Regions from separate parts of the Gossypium hirsutum genome. Here region 1 is linked to region 2. A link is a contact called in public Hi-C data. All regions are on one chromosome and are shown on one strand. The core of a region is the stretch at or near the end of the contact, and the rest is flanking DNA. Distances in the headings are between cores, read along the strand shown.

The links. A called contact is a pair of places that touch in the nucleus more often than the background predicts.
Region 1: a contact with region 2 is called in a Hi-C map of leaf, with 1.8 times the contacts expected there. The contact joins the promoter of LOC107915103 here to the promoter of LOC107915120 in region 2. A contact is called at or near these places in 2 of 34 Hi-C or Micro-C datasets (both in leaf).

The regions. Positions count from the first base shown.
Region 1 is chrA10:72,704,041-72,706,979 of Gossypium_hirsutum_v2.1, reverse strand. LOC107915103 reads right to left here and starts at 1,622. Exons shown (of 2, transcript XM_016844239.2): 1 at 1,276-1,622; 2 at 740-1,066. The coding sequence starts at 1,420. The coding sequence ends at 909.
Region 2 is chrA10:71,826,087-71,828,786 of Gossypium_hirsutum_v2.1, reverse strand. It overlaps LOC107915120 (Werner Syndrome-like exonuclease), which reads right to left and starts at 1,356. Exons shown (of 6, transcript XM_016844260.2): 1 at 948-1,356; 2 at 685-864. The coding sequence starts at 1,182.

The DNA.
Region 1 (2,939 bases), core at 373-2,872, 880 kb before region 2:
CCCAATCATGCCCTTTTTTCTTTAGACGCATATGATCTCATAATTAAAAACAATGAAGTTTTTAGGGTGAGGTTTGATCGGAATAATAAAATTTTCATCTCCGTTAGATATGGCCTCGAGTCTCATAGGTCTCGATTTATTAAGTTGTTTCACCATTTATTATTATTTTTTTTTTGTACTTTGGAGGATCAACTTGGTAAAAGGGCCCAAAAAATGTTACACAAAGTATGACATAACACATAATATTTAAATTTACAAATAATTATAGATATATTAAAGATTTATGTTTTCCTTTTTCATGTTGAGATGGGACGATGATATTTGTCGCATAGGCCAAAATTTTTAATCCATGACTAATTATTAGACTTGGTGAGTATAATCCATATTGAGTAGGTGACACTTATTAATTAGATCTTAATTTAGATTTAAAATTAGTATTTTTTTAATAAAGTAATAAATATTATTTTATGGGTGTTTATTTATTTTTTATATAAATAAAAAAACAACGTATATACATTATGGAAGTTATGAAATTTGAGCCCAAAATATTATAATTTTCACTACTTTAATCTTACCATTTTAACTAAAATTATATTTTATTTTTATATCAATTTTTTTAATAATTTTGTTACATAAAAAATTTTACCAACATTACGGGCGTGTCATAAGTAATAATAGTTAAAGTACGTCGTCATTATTTTAAAATTAACCATAATATAAATATCTGAAGATGTCAAAATCAATGAATTATTAATGTATTAAATGATAACCTATGTAATAGGCCCAATTTGCCTGGCTTGCCAGAAAATAAAATTTTTTAAAATCCAAGTTTTTGTTACAAGCCCAAAAAAATAAATGAAGCCCAAAATTAACCCTAACCCAAATACAAGCCCAATGGCCCAAAGTGATTAAACATTTTCAGTAAAACAAAACCTTAGAGGCTTCCCCCGCGTTGTTTCTCCTCGGCCACGTTGCCCACTCCTTGTCTCGAGGCGCCTTATCCCGAGGTCCTTCTGCAAGCTTGCACCGAAATGGAAAAAAATTCCTTCTGCGCCTTCGTCAATGCCTGCAAACAAGCAAAAAAGGGGAAAGCAGAAACGAAGCAAATATACAGTAAAAACAGTAGCAAACTTTTTGTATTCGGCTAAAAAGCATTAAAGAAATCAAAAAAAGAAATTGCAAAAGGTGATTTGCTTCATTTTACCTGTTATCTATTTTTATTTTTATCATTTAAAAAAAAGAAGGGCATAAGATATAATAAAAATTAAAACTTACCGACTTGTTTCGATTTCCATCGCCGCGAGTGAGGGAGAGGACGTCGTCCTCGATGATGGACGGCTTTTTTTCGGTGTGACAAGAGAGAAGTCGAAGGGTTTCTTTCAGATTTTACCATTTTTGGCAGAGTTGTGATGAAAACCATCTCCAGATCCAGGCTCCAGTAGCCAAAACGTTCAAAATGGGGGTCTTATGGTGCTTTCCGGCCACCAGAGACGGGCGGAGCCTATCGTCGACGACAGTGGCCATCGTGGAATCCACCCCCCTTTGGCCAGATTCTGGAGAACAAGAGAGAGTTGAGAGATTTCTTTTGTTTTTTTTTTAGAAGAATGTTAAAATGAAAAAAAATCTGAAAAATTTAATTTAAATAGTGATACAAAACGGTGTTGTTTTGGCTTAGTGCCCATTGGCACTAAACGGCGTCGTTTTGGTGTGAAAAGGATCGACTCGACTCGTTCCAGTTAAGGTCTGCGCGTTTTTGACCAGATGGTCTATTTGTTTTGTGGGTCCTTCCGCATTTTTTAATTTTTTAATCCAGTTTTTTCTTATTTTTAATTTATACCCTAGAATTTTATTTTAGTTTTGATTTGGTCCTCTTGGAACGGTACGTTTCGGAGGGCGGGGAATATGTCCCCATTTGGTCCCTCCATGTTATTCGCGCTTTTCAATATGGTCCTCTATTTTATTTTATTCTGATTTATGCCTTTAAATTCCATTTAAGTTCTCAATCTAGTCCCTTTTTATGTTTATTCATCTATTTTATTATAATTTAAACTCTAAATTTTATTTCAATTTCAATTTAATCTTTTATTCACTTAATTTCAAGTTTTTATTTTTTATATGCATATTGTTCTGTTTTATTTTATATATTTATTTTTACATTCATTTATTTATTTAGTTCTTTACTCTTCTTGTATTTAGAATTTATATGATTATTTATTCCTTTATTTACACATTTTATTATTATTATTTTTATATTTTTATCTTGTCTTTTCTATTTTATTATTTTTCACATTTTAAAAAAATCTAAACTTAACATTATGTATATCTATTTTACTTACTTATTTATTTATTATTCTATACGCTTTGTATACATATTAAAGTTTGTAAGGTTAATATTTTCTTTATAAATACTTGTTGATTCGTGTATTTTCTTACTACTAATATTTACTTATTTATCCTTTCGTTCATCATTTGTTTCCTCTTTTTATATATATGGTTTCATTGTTCCATTCATTTTTTAAACATTTTTATGTTATGTTTGTTTATTTTTATATCATGCATTTCCGTTTTATTGCTTTGCTTATCTATCGAGAGTTATTTACTAATATTGTATTCATCTTTGTAATTATATCATTGTCATTATAATATTTTATCGTATATTGTATATCATTTTAAATATTACATTAATTTTCACCCAAATTCATAAAAAAAGAAAATTTTCAAAAAATAGGCAATGTTTCATATTTGAAAGATTTGAGAAAATCGTACCCTAACTTACGAGGTTTCGATTTTCTCATTGAACTCGAATAACCGAATATCCTTTCAAAAATTAAAGTACATAAGATTTCAAATAAAAAATAGAGGCAAACTTATTCTCAAAGGTTCAAAATGCCGTGTCCTAACTTACGAGATGTGACATTTTGTTATCTCGAGACGAGAGG
Region 2 (2,700 bases), core at 107-2,606:
CAACCATTTAGGTTATCACAGTTAAGAGTATTTCAATTAAAAGGAAATGATTGGTAATGGCAACAGCAACTTATGAAACATGGATTAAAGAGCTATATTGCTTTGACTCTTCATTTTACTAAAGTACCTGTATTCAACGCATAGTTGGACAGGAGTATAGGGATATGACCATTCGAGGATCTCCAAATACATTAAAAACATAGGAAAAAATTGAATATTTCTGTGTTGGGAACTTCCCCATATCCGGCACTCACACCTAAGGCCGAGTAATATAGGTAAAGAGTGCTTACTTTCTGCTTTAAAAGAAATTATAGCAATGCTGCTTTATGGAAGAAAGGAAGAGGACAACACCAAACACGAGATATATATTTTGTTTTAAAATATGGCATATCAGAACCACTAAACATAAAAAAAATAATTAAATTAAATTAAAACCTACAAAAAAAACACAATGCCAATTCTAGCATAAGTATTCTATCTAGAAATCATGCAATGTGAAAAAAATTCCAACTTTAAGTCTCAATTCTTTAAAATAATGATCAAATATACCTTAGAGAGGTTTCATATTAACTTAAGAGATTTTCACATTTATTTGTTTTCACACTTTTTTTCTTTCTTAGGAAATAAAGAGAAAGGATTATATGAAATGAATGTAACAAGACAAGGAGGGTAAAGGAAGCAAACCTTTTTGGAAAGAGGGCTTCCACTCAATATCAAACCCTAAAGCAACTTGACCCATTTCTTTCTTCTTAATTTCAACAATTTTTAATAGCTCCATTGCAGCATTTTCTACCTCATCTTCCGTAAAGCTATACAAAATATGACCTCCAAATCTCAACGGCGGATATCTAAGCCTTGTATTAGCTGCCAATCAGAAAAATCAAAGGGTTTACTATTAGTGCATTTATTTTAATTACAAAATGGGTAAAGTAAGGGATAGCAAATACATTGACAACGAGCGAAGGAAGACGGAAAAGAAGGCGGGGGTGAGAGAATAGAATGGGGCAATTGGCGGCTGGTTTTGAGGTTATCTTGATGATGGACGGCGGAATTGCGTTTCTTGCGAGAAGATGGAGGAGGAGTAGGAGGAGTGGCTTCAATGGCATCCATTAATCGGATCACGTCTTCAGTGAAATGGTCGTCCCAATCCAAACTGAAACTATTGTAGTCTTTGAATTCCATTTCTACATCTGAAATGGAAGTGAGGGGCGGAATTGGAGGGGAAGAGAGCTTAGAATTCTGGATTTGGTTGAACCAGTTTGGGCTTTTAATGGCTAAAAACGTTCAAATTTTGATCATGGCGTCTGGTAGAGTAATGGGCCGATTTTCAAAAAGTTTTTGCAAGGATTTGAGCCCATCCCAGTCCAATTCGCACAAAATACTTTCTAATATTTTAATTTAATTCAGGCCTGCCCGACCCCTGAAACTTTTTGTCAATCCCCATCAACATCGTTAGCCTCGGGTCAACCTTGAATTTTGACTAGTTTTTGAAAACTTTCTCCAAAATTTCTCTAATAAGAAATAAAATTTTATATTTTCTCCAAAATTTGTTTAATAAATTGAAAAAATCAAGTGAAAAAGAATATAATTTTGAAAAGATAAATACTAAATCTAAATTATAAAATTTATTTAATATATTATATTTTGTTAAATAAAAATAATAGTGATAATTTTAATTACATAAAATTGAGTTATAACATGAAAAGAAGTTTAAAAGCATAAAATAGATATTAATTTTATCTTCTGAATATAAAAATATTTAATTTAGAAAAACTTTTACACACTCTTAATTCTACTTAACAGTATATCTTATGCCATATGTTGTTCCCAGCATTAAAATTTAAAATATTTTAATAACTAAACATTTAGTATTTCTAATTTAGAGTTATAAAATGGAAAATAACCTAAGAACTAGAGTTTTTTTTTATATTTTAATATAAAAAATATTTTTACAGACCCCTAATTCTGCTTAACCGATCTTCTACCAAATTTTAATCCTAATTTATATTAAAATTTAAATATTGTTATGAATATCTCATTAAGTGGATGTCCATCATCATGATTAAGATAAAGTTTTATGTACTTTAAATTCTAATAGCTATTAAAATTAGATCTCTACTTCTTTTATACTTCTTATGCCTATAAATAGAGACTCTAATGAAGTATTATAATCATCCATTTGATTAATAAAGTAAAATCTCTATTGCTTTCATATTTTATTTGTTCTTTATTCTCTCTATCTCTCTTTATTTTATAATATGTTATCAACATAACGATTCTCTATAATTTTTTTCAAAATCTTTCGAAGTCATCCCACAGATCAAATTATTTTTCACCTTAAACTTTCACATTTACAACTTCATCTTCAAGATGTTGAAAGATTCAATCTCAGAATGAATTATAATTTTTATTCTCGATCTTTGATTTATTGTACAAGCATCGTGTAATAGGTCAATTTTGACCTGGGCTTATAATAAATAAACCAATAATGTCCAAATTTTAAAATCCAAATTACAAAAATTAAAACCCAAACTACAACCCATATCAAAACCCAATACCTAACTTAAGCCATAAACCCAATTACCCAATACACATCAGCCCACTATCCTAAAACATTTTCAATCAAACCCTAGGAGCCGCCCTAGCCATTGCCCTCTCCCACGTGCTTCGTCGGCACGTCCAATGCCCGAAAGTCGGCTC